2 separate regions of the Sus scrofa genome follow, and region 2 is linked to region 1. The links are chromatin contacts, called in public HiChIP or PLAC-seq maps. All regions are on one chromosome and are shown on one strand. Each heading gives the region's core, a stretch centred on a gene start, on an enhancer-like site or on the middle of the called end of the contact. The rest is flanking DNA. Distances are from core to core; before and after follow the strand shown. Region 1 overlaps USP32 (ubiquitin carboxyl-terminal hydrolase 32). Region 2 holds the start of CA4 (carbonic anhydrase 4).

Region 1 (7,582 bases), core at 1,346-3,845:
ATGGAGTAGGATAGTTACACAGGTAGTTGTGGAAGTCCCAATAAGGGACCACGGATAGAGAGGGAAACCTAGGGAGACTTTGGGAGATCACTCTAAGTTAATGATTGCTCAAGAAAGCCATCAGAACAAGGCAAGCTTACTGGACTAGCAGAGGTGCGAGATATGCCTCAAGTCACTGGGTCGGGCATAGATTACTGCGGCATCCAGGTTCAGGCCTAGGGCAGGAGTTTAAGGACCACCCTTTTGCTGACTTGAATAAGCACCGTGACAGTCCTAGTTTGACCTCATAGGGTCAAATAATCTCTTACCTGATACCAAGGAGGAGCTACTAAGAAGGAAGAGGTGGTCTTTTCCCATCCCCCACTCCCCTTGGATTATAAAACTGTAGCCCACCTAATTCTGAAGGTAGAGCTTCCTTGCCTGGCTGCTTGCATCTCTCACAAGCATCCAATCATTTTGTTTTAAATAGGGCTGCACACAGCATATGGAGGTTCCCAGGTTAGCAGTGGAATCGGAGCTGTAGCTGCTGGCCTACAGCCACAGCCATAGCAAGGCGGGATTCTTAATCTCCACTGAGCAAAGCCAGGGATTGAAACTGCATCTTATAGATGCCAGTCAGATTTGTTTCAGCTAAGGAATTCCTCGTCCTATCTTAATAAATCTATTTCTTGCCTATCACTTTGTCTCTCACTGAATTCCTTCTGGGCTGAGGCACAAAGAACCTGAACCTCAGTAAATCCAGACACCAGGGGTGTGAAAAATTGTGTGTTCAAGTCCCAGTCTGAGTTCTGGCTAGGTTTTAGTCCCAGCACATGGGATCAAGTCCCAACCTGGGTTCTAGCTGGATTCAAGACATATGTGCTTTCAGTTTCACTAAATGACACTAAAAACAACAACAACAAAAAGCCATTTAACTATTGTATTATATTTCTTGAGCCTATCTAAGGGCTGAGATAATAGGGCAATCTGTATCTGATAGCCCAAGAAGGAGAGATTCCTCTAAAACAATAGCAGGAAGAAGCAGCTCCTATACGAGTAAAAAAAAAAAAAAAAAAAAAAAAAAAAAAAAATCAGCTAACGTTTTAACAAAGTGCTACTAATCTATTTCTTGTCTCTATAGATTTGGCTATCCCAGCCATTTCATACAAATGGAATAAAAAAACATGAGGTTCTTAACCACACTTTTCCACAGAAGCATAACAAGAAAGATACTAGATGTCCTTCCCACGATAGGTTATGACTCTAGTTAGGTATTAAAACTAACCCATCTCCTTTTATTTGTCCTTATACATCTAATTGTGCTTTTTTAATTACTTTTTGCTTATGTACATTTATTTCGAAACCACCATGAAACCTACTCTTACATTTCCTTTTTTTTTTTTTTTTTTTTTTTTTTTTTTCTGCTGTGTTTCTGGCATTTAGAAGTTCCCAACCTAGGGATCAAACCCATGCCACAGCTGTAACCAGAGCCACAGCAGTGACAATGCCAGATCCTTAAACCACTAAGCCACAAAGGAACTCCTTCATTTTCTATGTTTAGTAATTCTAGTATTAAAGGCAATGAATTTTTCACTGATAATAGCTTTGGTTGCTTCTCAGAAGACAAACAGTTAAAACCTTTTTCCTGATTATAAAAAGTGATTTTTTATATTTTTTATAAATAAAAAATTAAGCATTCCAAAAAAAAAAAAAATGAGGTCTTGGAGTTCCCATTGAGGCGCAGCGGAAATGAATTAACTGGGAACCATGAGGTTTCGGGTTGCGGGTTCGATCCCTGGTCTTGCTCAGTGGCTTAAGGATCTGGTGCTGCTGTGAGCTGTGGTGTAGGCTGGCAGCAACAGTTCTGATTCGACCCCTAGCCTGGATCCTCCATATGCCGTGGGTGAGGCCCTAAAAGGACAAAAAAAATAAATAAATGAGGTCTTTAGTGTTTGGCTTCTTTGACATAAAATGTTTTGGAGGTTCATCCATGCATTACCAGAAAACTTCATTTTTTATTAACAATATTCCACTGTATGGATATACCACATTTTGTTCTGTTGATGGACATCTGACTTGTATGCTGAAAACTTTAAACATCACTGAAAGAAATTAAAAATCTAAATAAATGGAAAGGAATTCTAATTTCATGAATCAGAACACTTAACTATTGTTAAAATGACAATACTTCCCAAATCAATCTACTGATTAAATGCAACTCCTATCAAAATCTGTTGCTTCTTTTGTAGAAATTGAAGAGCTGATCCTAAAATTCACATGTAAATGCAAGGGATCCCAAATAGATAGAGAAAAAGAAGAAAGCTGGAGAAATGACACTTTCTGATTTTAAAACTTATTAGAAAGTTAGAATAATCAAGGCAATGTGATACTGATGTAAGAACAGACACAGAAATCAATGGAATGGAATCAAGAATCCAGAAATAAAACCTTATGCTTATGGTCAATGATTTTCAAGAAGACTGATAAGACAATCCAATGGGAAAGAATAATCTTTTTAACCAACAGTGCTAGGATTGTAACAGGAAAGAACACCTGATTCTATATTGAATGTGTTCCTTTAGCTCTAACCTTTGTACTCTGTCGCTTGTGAATAGTCATGCTGGCTCTGCTCCTTTTGTAAAAGAATGTTGCCTATAGCCTGAAACACATAGGATAGGCCACTCTCAAGGCTCTGACCTTTAAAGGTATACCACTTTTATATTCATTTAGAGACAAAAAGTTGCAGAACAGAGAAAAACAGTTTTCTTACAGGAAGTTTGTAGGTATATTGTGGTCAGATCTACATGGACAGCTTTCAAGAACTGGGAAAGGGTTTGGCACCAAGAAGCTTGCAACAACCAGCCACACCCTCTCCCCCTTTAACGTAAAAGAGGCCTGAATTCTAACTTAGATAAGATGGTTCTTTGGGACACCAGTCTACTACCTTCTCGGTCTGTTAGATTTCCAAATAAAGTCACTACTCCTTGCCCCAACAACTCATCTTTTGATTTGTTGGCCTGTCATGCAGCAAGCAGTAGGAGTTTGTACTTGTTACCAACCAAAGTACTATTTTCAAAATAATGAAGTTGGGAAACTTCTGTTATGGCTCAACCAACTAGTACCCATGAGGTTGCGGGTTTGATCTCTGGCCTCGCCCAGTGGGTTAAGGATCCGGGGTTGCCATGATCTGTGATATAGGTCACAGACACGGCTCAGATCCCTCGTTGCTGTGGCTATGGCGTAGGCCAGCAGCTGTAACTCCAATTCAGCCCCTATCCTGGAACTTCCATATGTCACAAGTGGGGCCCTAAACAAACAAACAAACAAAAGTACATATGTAAAAGTTACCACTAAAAAAAAAGGAATGAAGTTGGACTCATCACACCATACACAAAAATTAGCACTAAATGGATGAGACCTAAAGGTAAGAGCTACAATTCTTAGAAAGAAACAGAAGAGCAAATCTTTGTGACCGTGGGTTAGGCAATGGTTTCCTGGACACAACCCCAAAAAGAAAAGTGATAAAAGGAAAAATAGGTAAACTAGACTTCATCAAATTTTTAAGGTTTTATGTTTCAAAGAACACCATCAAGAGAGCAAAATTACAGAATGGGAGAAATTATTTGCAAATCATGGATCTTAAAAGAGATCTGTATCTAGAATATATAAAAACTCTTACAACTCAAGAACAAAAAGACACAAAGAAACAAGGGCCTAATTGGATATCTGTTAGTAGGTATGTAGATGTGCACATGTAAATCTTATTCATCCAAAAACAACGTCCGATATTCTGACCTAAGTTTTCCCAGCACCACAAATTACACTATCTGTCAGTTTTGACTTTAAGGAAGAAGAGAAGCTGTGGGGAAAGAAAGGCTTAAGTCAGTATATATTTGAATTTGGAAGCATCTTGTTTTAATTATTAAGGATTCAGTTTAAATCCCTTCCTCTAACCAGCAACATATTATCTCATTAAACTCCTAGTTATATCTTAAAATGAAAAATTCTAAATTTCAAATTTTTATATTATAGTAGCATTTAAGACAAAAAGATAAAATAGAAAATAGGAAGAGGAATTCAGAGGAAAAAAAAAAGAACCCAATAAACAGTATTAGGAAAAAACTAATTCTGTCATAAATCTGAAATAATGACTGAACAAGAAAGTATATAACTTTGCACAGGAACACATATAATAGAATTAATGCAACATATATTCCCACCAAAAAGATTAACACACACAAAAAAGCAATAAATGTAATTTCCATATTATGTAAGCCATAAGGTTCAAAAAAATACACAGCACAGGTCAGAAATAACAACTGTCATTAATTAGGAATGGCGAACTGAAGTTTTATGAAACACACCAAGCTTAAAATTCTTACGATAATTTTCAGTTTTATTAATTTTATTCTCATTTCGCCTTTAGAACAACATAATAACATATCTCCAGACATATCTATAAAATAGTGAATTAAATGTTAGAAAGGGGATACTTATATCAACGTAGCTTATTTTACATCTACCAAAAAAAATTTAGTACAATTTAAGTAAGCCTTTACAAGTTACAATAATCCAGTGTTTCATATACAACATTTAATTGTAGAAAACTGATTTAATTACATTTTACTATATTGGAAAATTTTAAACTCAAAAATTTATAAAAATAACTTCCAGAAATTCCTGTTGTGGCTCAGTGGTTAACGAATCCGACTAGGAACCATGAGGTTGCGGGTTTGACCCCTGGCCTTGCTCAGTGGGTTAGGGATCCGGCATTGCCAGGAGCTATGGTGTAAGTTGCAGACACAGCTTGGATCCTGTGTTGCTGTTTCTGTGGCTGTGGCGTAGATTGGCAGCTACAGCTCCAATATAACCCCTAGCCTGGGAACCTCCATACGCTACAGGTGCAGTCCTAAAAAGCGAAGAAACAAAAAACATAAAACAAAAAAAACTCCCAACATAAAAAATTATATGTCAGAATGATAAAGTTTATAAGCATAACAAGCCAGTCATATACATGGTCCCATGATTACAACCAGTGGCTATAAAAGCTCAGAACACAAGAAGCAGAACTGCAGCTCTGCAGTAGTCCCATTTGGCCTCTGAGAACACAGTTATATTGACACTGAAAACTAGAGCTGTTTAGTTACTCAGCAAGGAAACTAACTGTACAGAAGATTAAATCTGTCAAGACCAGGAGAGCTCTCAAGACTCAAAGGCAAGCCTAGAACATAAAGATTACCTCAGCAACTTTTGGAGGCACTCCGTCCCCAAGCACTTCCCTGATGAAGCAGTGCTGGCCCATGTAATAGGAGAGTCCACAGGTTCTCTTGAAGGCATCTTTCAGTCGTTTCAGCTCAACATCTGTAACTGCAATTCAGAAATAAAAGATGGGTAAGAAACCTGAGGAGATAACTTCTCGAGATCTTCACATTTTTTTCAACCCACTTCCTAATAAAAATTGGCAAGTATTACTTCACTGGTCAAATGAGTAAAACAAACCCAAAGGTTTTTTTGGGTTTTTTTTTGTTTGTTTGTTTGTTTGTCTTTTTGCTATTTCTTGGGCCGCTCCCGCGGCATATGGAGAGTCCCAGGCTAGGGATCGAATCAGAGCTGTAGCCACCAGCCTACGCCAGACCCACAGCAACAAGGGATCCGAGCCGCGTCTGCGAACTACACCACAGCTCACGGCAACGCCGGACCCTTAACCCACTGAGCAAGGGCAGGGACCGAACCCGCAACTTCATGGTTCCTAGTCAGATTCGTTAACCACTGCGCCACGACGGGAACTCCCCAAAGGTATTTTTCATAATTCTAATATTTTCAATTCTAACCTAGAAAGTAAATATGAAAATTCCTGTATCTTTGAGAGTTCCCACTGTGGCTCAGCAGGTTAAGAACTTGACACAATGTCTGTGAGGAGGAGGGTTCAATTCCTGGCCTCTCTCAGTAGGTTAAAGACCAGCATTGCCTAAAGCTACGGCACAGATCAGAGATGCAGCTCGGATCTGGTGTTGCCATGCTGTGGCATAGAGCAGCAGCTGCAGTTCTAATTTGTCCCCTAGCCCAGGAACGTCCACATGCCACAGATATGGCAAAAAAAAAAAATTCCTGTATCTTCCAATGATAGAACATTACATTATGCGTACAAATTTTAGGCAGGGGCAAGGAACAGGTAATTAAGTATTTCAAATTTAAGTATTTGAAATTAGCAGGTAAGCTAAATGGCATTAGACTCCAGCATTAAAATATTTTTAGCAGCAGTGCACTCTTTCCTCTGGGATAAAAATTATGTATTTATACTCTTTGAGCACGTATCTATCTATGTAGAATATAGCCCCCACGTTTAGCTCAGATTGTCAGCAACAATAAAGAAAGCAGCCCATAAATAGATGATTCTAATAACACATAATTTTTAGACACCCACTATCAAAAAAATTACTGAGCCATTACTTTATTTTAGGCACTGAAGACTTCTTTCACTGAATAGAACAATCTCTGTCGACATTGACAGAAAAAGAAATACTCCTTAGTATTATGTGATTAGTACAATGGTCACATTGGAGGCACAGTAATGTATCTTTAGCCCAGGATGGAAGACAAGAGTTCTAGACACAAAGGATGACTGCATAAAATTTTAAAGGCTAACCCAAGCAAAAGGGACAGGGCATGCCAGGCAGAGATAACAGTTTGTTTCAAAGTGCAATGACGTATAAAACGTATAGAGAATTACACGTTACTATAACAAAACGCACAAGGGGGGGAATAGTAAGGCAGTCATTGACCAAGTCACAGAAGTTTTCTTCTGACATAATAAGGAAGGGATTCAGTCAGATACAATTCAAAGACAAACTCCAGGCTGACAGGAAACAGGACACAGTCGCATAAAATTCATATAGTTTACCAGTTCTGTAGAGAATAGAACTAACCTGAAAGCAAAAAGTAGACTGCTATTATAAGAAGAAAAGGTGGAGCTAAATCTGGGAAGTATCTAGAAAGAAAAGTCAGTAGAATAAGGCTTGACTGAAAGCAGAAGCAATCTAGAGTAACACTCAGGATTCTATCTTGGGACACCTGAAGGATGACGGCATTAGCACGTAGAAAGGGAATGTGAGAAAAAAGTGAGGAAGCAAAACTAATAAATTCTGGTAAGAACATACTGAAAATGAGGAACCTTGGGGAGAGCCATTGGGTTTTTACAATTATGAATGTAAAGCTTAGGAGCGGTTTGATGACAGTCATCAGCATATAGGTGGCAATTCTAGCCATGAGTAAAAAAAAAGCACAATTGGACAGAGACAAAACTGGAAAAAACCAATGCTTACAGTACCTGTAGAGAAAGAAAAACTACTCAAAGAAGACTGAGAAGGAATAGTTAAACAGGAAAAACATAAGAGAGTTCCCATTGTGGCTCAGTGGTTAACGAATCCAACTAGGAACCATGAGGTTTCGGGTTTGATCCCTGGCCTTGCTCAGTGGGTTAAGGATCCCACGTTGCTGTGAGCTATGGTGTAGGTCACAGACGTGGCTCGGATTCCCACGTTGCTATGGCTCTGGCATAGGCTGGCAGCTACAGCTCTGATTAGACCCCCTACATATGCCACGG
Region 2 (7,724 bases), core at 3,017-5,516, 190 kb before region 1:
GGCCGGGAACAGTTGGAGGAGCAGGGACAGCAGGGGGCGCTGTTGTGCAAACGCACCCATAGGCGGCAGTACTCACAGGCACGTATGTTTTCCTCACACCGTCTCTACCCTGCAAAGTTACAGACACCTTCCTTATCTCCTTAACTCTAACCCCCTTCACAACCCCTCTCTTACAAGTACTATTTATTTATTGCCTTTTTAGGGCCACACTCAGGGCATGTGGAAACTCCCAGGCTAGGGGTCCAATCGGAGCTGCAGCTGCCAGCCTACGCCACAGCCACAGCCACCCAGGATCCAAGCCTCCTCTGAGGTCTACACCACAGCTCACAGCAACGCCAGATCCCTAGCCCACTGAGCAAGGACAGGGATCCAACCCAGGTCCTCATGGATGCTAGTGTGGTTCGTTACTGCTGAGCCACGAGGGGAACGCCTCAAGTACTTTAAAAGTCAAAGAGTTAGAGTTCCTGACTCAGATTCTTTTTTTTTTTTTTCCCGTCTTTTTAGGGCCACACCCACGGCACATGGAAGTTCCCAGGCTAGGTAGGGGTCGAATCTGAGCTGTAGCCACCGCCCTAGGCCACAGCTTATGGCAATGCCGGATCCTTAACCTGCTGAGAGGCCAGGGATTGAGCCCGTGTCCTTGTGGATGCTGGTCAGGTTCATTTCCACTGAGCCACAACAGGGACTCCTTTTTTTTTTTTTTCCTGACTTAGATTCTTTAACTGGCCTCTGGGGGCTTCCCTTGGGCACTTAAACCTACCTCCAAATGATTTTCATAAACTGATGGTAGTTGGTTTCAGTGAGGAGCTGGACAGAGGGTCTGGGAACCCTGTTTTCCCTCCCCAGCCAGTGGCCCAGCCAGTGGGACGATGTTCCCTGCCGTGTAATTGACAATGGAAAGTAAGCTGATGACACAGCCCCTGTACACTGTGGAACCACAAAATGACAGTTGCAGAGGCTGTGAGGTAACATGAACTCATGTCTACACTGAAAGGTGAAGGTTAAAAAGCAGTACATTAACTAGTTCCCTATGTCAACAGTGTTTTACATATAGATAAAGATTACAAGGAGAGCTTCCTCTGTGGCGCAGTGGTTAACGAATCCGACTAGGAACCATGAGGTTGCGGGTTCGGTCCCTGCCCTTGCTCAGTGGGTTAACGATCCGGCGTTGCCGTGAGCTGTGGTGTAGGTTGCAGACGCGGCTCGGATCCCGCATTGCTGTGGCTCTGGCGTAGGCCGGTGGCTACAGCTCCGATTAGACCCCTAGCCTGGGAACCTCCATATGCCGTGGGAGCGGCCCAAGAAATAGCAACAACAACAACAACAAAAGACAAAAGACAAAAGACAAAAATAAATAAATAAATAAATAAAAAATAAAAAAAAATAAATAAAAAAATAAAAGAGCCTGTTCTCTTCACGTTGACAAAGTATTAACCAAGGAGGGAGAGTTCCCTTTCCCCCCAAGGTTTTTCCCTCTTTTTCCCCACGTGGCTCCACCCTAATCACCCTCTTTAGAGGTCCTTCCACTGCAAACCAGAAGAATATATGAATATTACACTGGAAAATCCCAAGCAGCTCTGATCCCAGCCTCCTGCTGGTCTGACCCTGGACTCCTTTGGCTGAGACACAGAGAAGGGAGGAGACAGCCAAGGGGGTGTTTTCCTGAACTCTCTGCAGGGCAAGAACAGAAGCTATGTTATCTCCATTGCTGAAGTATTCCATGCTTCTTGCTGCTCTTGAGGTAGAATATTAACCCAGGTAGTCAGTGTAGGAGCATGAGCTTCCATACATTCTTTGACTGTGACCATGGAATAACATTTGTGGCTTAAGGGCTCCAGGGAGTAACATCCCCACAGGCCTTGTTTACTGTAGGGAGTGTACCTATGCCCAGATGCACATTAATCCCTAACCCCTGTGACTCAGTTTACCAGTTTACAGGAAGAGAAGGACAAAGAAACTGTGAGACTTACAGGGCATTTCCTCCCCCAAGACCCTCTTGGACAAGGACTGATATGGGTAACTGAGCAAGGCCAATGGGAGAAAAAAAAAAACACATCCTTTCTGGCCCCCGTGTTGGTACCCTCCCCACCTTTAAGGAATAAAAACCCCTACAGGACAATAGAGAAAGGGGGCTCTTCTCCCCCTTTCCAGCAGCCCTGGGAGCCATCTGCTTTCCTTTAATAAAGACTTTGTTTGCTTGCTGTCTGTGTGTTCACGAAATTCATTCTTCGACTGCCGTGAATAAGAAGCCAGATTCCAGTACCATCTTTCAGGTATCACTCTTATTATTTCAAAATGTTCAGGGGCAGAAGTTCAGAAGTCTGGACAATCTCTCTACTGAAGAAGGCCCTCTGCTGCCCCGAGACAGTTCTCCCTCTCTCCCCATGCCCAGGACCAGGGAGGCGGGCCTGCAGCTCCCACACATGAAGGCAGGAGAGGCCCTGTCTTGTCTCTGCTGGAACAGGGCAGAGATCCAGGTTTGGGAGTGGTGGAGCCCAGGCTATTGATTGAAACTTGTTTTACATGTGGGTTTTTTGTTTTTGTCTTTTCAGGGTCACGCCCGTGGCACTTGGAGGGTCCCAATCTAGGGGTCCAATTGAAGCTGTAGCTGCCAACCTACACCACAGCTCAGGGCAACGCCAGATCCTTAACCCACTTGAGCCATGCCAGGGATCGAACCCACAACCTCATGGTTCCCAGTCAGATTCGTTTCCACTGTGCCACGATGGGAACTCCTCCCTTCTCTTTTTGTGTTAACATCTACTTAGCTCCCAGTCCTCAGCCTGGATCTCACCTCCTCCAGGAAGCCTTCCCCAACTCCCCGGCCCTAGGCTGGCAGATGCCACTCCTCTGGGCTCCTGTAATATCATGGGCATCAGTTACTGTTGCCCATAACAGGTGAGGTTCACTGAGCACTTACTAAGCGCTTGGACCTCTACCTGGCCCTTTACCTGGCACCAACTCGTTGAATCCTAACCACACCCCCGAGAGGGAGGCACAGTCTCTACCCCATTTTCTAGACCAGGACACTCCCTGGGCCTGAGGGGGTGAAGGTGAGTGTGGGATGGGGAAGGGCATCCAGGGTGGCGGTGATGCTCCAAAGTTTTCTTTCTTTCTCTCTCTCTTTCTATTTTTCGTTTGTTTTTTAGGGCTGCACCTGCAGCATATGGAAGTTCCCAGACTAGGGGTTGAAATGGAGCTACAGCCTCCAGCCTACACCACAGCCACAGCAACGCCAGATCCGAGCCACATCTGCGAACCACACCACTGCTCATGGCAATGCCAGATCCTTAACCCACTGATCGAGGCCAGGGATCGAACCTGCATCCTCGTGGATCCTAGTCAGGTTCATTACCACCGAGCCACAATGGAAAATCCAGCCCAGTATTTTTCTGTAAGGGCTACGTCCTGGGGCTGCCCCTGACCTGTGAACACCAGGAGTGCAGTGTCCTGCTCCCTTGTGCCTCCACTCCAGGCCGATCAGAGTCCCAGGAGAGGCTGAATCCGAAGTTCATCTTTTGGGGGTCCACACAGTTGGGGCTACCCTTCTTGCCCCTCAGCCTTCCTCCCCCCTCCTTAGGTCTTGGGAGACCAGGTGGAGCCTGGATGTGCCAGAGCGCCTCCCAGAGCCTAGCCCAGTGTCCCCTTCCACCCAGTGCCACATCCACACCTGTTCAGGTCATGTTCAACCCAGGTCATAGGACCTCAATCTGGAGGTCAGCATGACATGTGCTTATGTGCCCAGACTAGCCCCTACACTCAGGCGTTAGTCACTGAATTCTCACAATGAATTTTGAGCATCAGAAACCTACGAGGAAGAGAGAAACATGGTTTTTGTTTCATAATTGAGGAAAAGCAAGGCTATACTGAGGTCACAGAGCATGTGGGTAGAGCCAGGAGTTATGAGGCTTGTCTGGCCTCAAAGCTCCATTAGCTTCCCCAGTGCCTCCCTCCTGTTCCAGACGGGGCCACGGCGAGGAAATTGCCAGCGGATGAGAACCATGATTCATTTCTGCATCCACGATGGGCCAGCAGCTACACCCAGGTACCGTGAAGCCGGTTGTGAAAGTGTGGGCTGGGCAGGCTCTGGCCCAATATGGTTTATTGGCAGAGGTTGGCAGGGCAGGGTTATCATATTATCATATCTACTTTACAGATGAGGAAGTTGCAACCGGAGAGGAGTCGGAAAGTTGCCCAAGGTCATCCCTGAGTTAAAGGAAGAGCAGGAACCTGAATGCAAGACACGCGGGGACCCTGTGTGGTGTAAGAGGAAGGAGGCTGTGGCAGGGCTGGGACTGCTGGGCCTGGGCTGGCAGCTTTATGGACACTGTAAGTCACCGAGACGTGTTAGGGCCCATCCCTGATCTACTGATCCCTGCTGTAATGAGGGGTCTGGTCCCTTCCGGGAGGCCTGGCCCCAGGGTGGCCCAGACAGTGACAGGTGACAAGTTTATGGCAGGCAGGACAGGGGTCCAGGGCTGGGAGATAAGGCTGGGTAAACTTGATAACACAAAGTTGCCTGCCTTGTGTGACATTGGAGTCAGAGATGACAGAGTTCCTGTTGTGGCTCAGCAGGTTAAGAGCCCAACATAGTGTCTTAGAGGATGCGGGTTCGATCCCTGGCCTCATTGAGTAGGATAAGGATCTGGCATTGCTGTGAGCTATGGTGTAGGTGGCAAAGGTGGCTCGGATCCGGTGTTGCTGTGGCTGCGGCATCAGCCAGCAGCAGCAGCAGCTCCGATGAGACCCCTCACCTGGGAACTTCCATGTGCCACAGGTGCAGCCATAAAAAGAAAAAAAAAGAAAATGAAAAAAGGGAGCCAGAGTTGACGGATAGAGCAGGGGCCACCCCCTGACCTCCTGCGTCACAAATGTGCAGTCTTGGTGGTGCCTATGATGAAAACGCATCCTCGAGGAAATGCCAATCCTTAACTCCTACACCACCCAGGCCCCAGAGGGGACACCCCACCGAGGCCATGGTTCTCCTCCCAAAACACAGTGGGGGGAAGGGAGCTGGATTATTTAGATGTCAGCTTCCTCCTTCTCTTCCCAAAGGGACTTTTCTTTTTTTTTTTTTTTTTTTTTTTGCTTTTTTAGGGTCACACCCATGGCACATGGAAGTTCCCAGACTAGGGGGCAAATCGGAGCTACAGCTGCTGGCCTGCAGCACAGGATCCGAGCCACGTCTCGACCTACACCACAGCTCACAGCAGCGCCAGATCCTTAACCCACCGAGTGAAACCAGGGATCGAACCTGCGTCCTCATGGACCCTAGTTGGGTGTGTTAACCGCTGAACCATGAAAGGAACTCCCCCAAAGGGACTTTGAAGTGGGTCTAAAAGTCACCATTCAATAGCCCTTTAAGCCCCCAGAGGTTTCCAAGTCTCTCTCCTGCCTGTCAGGGGGAAGGCTTGGGGTTACAGGGACCCCTAAAAAAGATCTTCCCAGGAATAGGCCTCCTCCCCACCCCAGTCCTAAAATATATTTTTTTACCGTCTTCTGAACACAAATCCACTCCCCAGAAAAAGGCCCCAGGGGTATGGAATTCCTCCTTTGACTGTCCTATGCCCAGGCTGGTGATGAAACTCCCTCCAGCAAAGGGAAGGTATACGTAGGTGCTCAGTGCCTTAAGCCTGCCTGCAGGCTTAAGCATCAGTGAACAGCCGCGCGCGCGCGTGCACGTGCGCTCGCGCGCGGCGGGGGCGGGGTGGGGGGGACGCTGTCACCTGACACCAGGTTTGCTAAAGGAAGATGTTCCAGGTGGAAGCATAGGACCTGATTCCTAAGCCATAAATGCTTCTTATCACGGGATAAAGCCCAAATCTCCATTTAAAGAAAAAAATCCTAATGTGGATTCCCCTCCTCCCCTCTCCGGAGGATCAAAGCTGCTCCTTGAGGCCGTGTGATCCTGGGCCAGAGGGTGGCAGAGAGTCAGCCAGGCCTCTCACCAGGGAGGAAGTCCCTTTGCCTGGATGGTTCTGGAGAGGCCATCCCTCTTCAGAGGTCTCTCTCTTAGGTTCAAAGACCCGTGGGGGCTGAGAGGTTGGCAGCAGATGGGGAAGCGACTAGACCAAAAAACTGGGGCTTCCTGTTGGTGGAGGGGGTCCCGACCCACTGCCTGGTCCCCTGTCCCTAATCCCCATGGAAGTCTGGATGAGCTTCTCAAACTCCCACAGAGGCCCTCGCCCCATGTCGACTGCACAGGACCCGGAGCCTGAAGGTGTCTATAGGCACTGCGGGGGCAGGGTGGGGGGTGTCACATCCAGGAGAGGGAGCACCCTTCTGAGACTAGAACACCCCCATTCTGTGGGGGCCCACAGCCCCATTTCCCCCAATGCTAGAGCCTCCTCCAAGCAAAGTTTCCTTTCCCTGGACGCCTCTGAAGATTCTGGCAGATGAGAAAACCAGGCGTCCCTTGAGACCCCAGTCTCATCTCTTTCCATCTCATCGCAAGTGTTTGGGGGTGGGGGTGGGGGGCAGCCCCTTCCCTCTGATACCATCTGTTCCTCTCTCACTTGATCCCCTTTGCAATTCCTTTCTCAGTTCTGCCTCCTGAACTTCCCCCGCGCTGGCCATCACATACACACTCACACAGCAGCTCAGCAGCGTCCACATTCTGTGTTGGAAGAAAGGTCTTTGGGCTGCTTAGAAATGAAGTTTGGAGTAGCCTGCGGTGCAGCAGAAAAAGACGAGCCCCAGAGAATCGGCGGTCCCTGCCTGAGAGAGAAAGAAGCCAGCCCTCTTTCTGAGGACACCAGATTCCACAAACACCACCGCGTGTCCCTCGACTTCGCCATCCCACCGAGGCCATCTCCACTCCTCGGGCCCTCAACCCCAGGCCATCCCAAGGCTCCGGCCGGCTGCTTCCGAGGCGAGAGGACTGCGCAGGGGTCCGCGCCAAAATGATCCAAGGCAGGAATCCGGGGCTCCCACCCTTGTGCGGATCAAGTACCTTGCCGAGTCGCTCCCCTGGTCCCAGAGCTGAGACCAGGTGTGGGACAGGGGAGGAGCGAGGGAGGAGAGCGCTGCCCCTGAGCCGAGGGGCCGCGGGTGGGTGAGCGGGCCCCGCGCACCGGGTGAAAGGTGGCCCGGCGCGGGGCGGGGAGCGCAAGTGAGGGAGCGGAGGCTCTCAGATCTGGGGCAAGGGAGGAGACGCCCAGCCAGGGGGAGGAGCCGCTTCCCGCATCCTGCTGTCGGGGCTCCCTCTCGTCGCGGCTCCGCTATAAAACCCCGGCCAGCATGACCGCGGCACCCCCGGCTCGGCGGCATCTCAGCTCCTGCGCAGGATGTGGCTGCTGCTGGCGCTCCTGGTCCTCGCCGCCGCCCGGCCCTGGGCCCGCGCAGGTGAGCGCGGGCTTCGGCCCCAGGTCCCCTAGGTGGCCCCTCGGCGCCCCGGCCCCGCGCCCCTCGCCTAGGCTGCGCCCATGGGCGATCGGGGCGGCTCGAAGGGCGGAAGCAGGGAGGCCGGGTGGGGCGGGCGCGGGGAGCGAGGACCCGTGTGTGCCGGGCGGCGGCCGGGTGCGGGGCCCGATGGCCCTCGGCCAGGTGGCGTGCGGGTCTGGGGCAAGGATGCTTCTCCGAGCCGCCTCCACGCATGCCTCCGTTTATCACTCTTTCTGGCACGTCCCGCCTTTCTGGTGCGCCGTGGTCCGTCATCGGTCGCTGTCCATCCGGTGGCGGCTCAGTGCTAGGTGGCTGTCCCCGGCCCATAGCAAGGGTGCGGT

The links. HiChIP or PLAC-seq counts read pairs in DNA pulled down with a chosen protein or histone mark.
Region 2: an H3K27ac HiChIP or PLAC-seq map of alveolar macrophages shows a contact between it and region 1. The contact joins two enhancer-like sites. A contact is called at or near these places in 1 of 47 Hi-C or Micro-C datasets (undifferentiated spermatogonia) and 1 of 2 datasets of contacts at active chromatin or transcription factors (alveolar macrophages).

Annotation. Positions count from the first base shown.
Region 1 is chr12:37,778,849-37,786,430 of Sscrofa11.1, reverse strand. USP32 (ubiquitin carboxyl-terminal hydrolase 32) reads right to left here. Exons shown (of 35, transcript XM_021067306.1): 2 at 5,219-5,346. The coding sequence starts at 5,281. Among named protein-coding and RNA genes, the nearest start is that of USP32, 63 kb to the right of the region's middle. Within about 2 kb of position 2,595, at least 9 of the 83 cell types and tissues checked have an H3K27ac peak or open chromatin away from gene starts, as enhancers often do. A contact at or near this core is called in alveolar macrophages, where this site is marked.
Region 2 is chr12:37,971,948-37,979,671 of Sscrofa11.1, reverse strand. CA4 (carbonic anhydrase 4) reads left to right here and starts at 7,229. Exons shown (of 8, transcript NM_001243920.1): 1 at 7,229-7,344. The coding sequence starts at 7,287. Within about 2 kb of position 4,266, at least 3 of the 83 cell types and tissues checked have an H3K27ac peak or open chromatin away from gene starts, as enhancers often do. A contact at or near this core is called in alveolar macrophages, where this site is marked.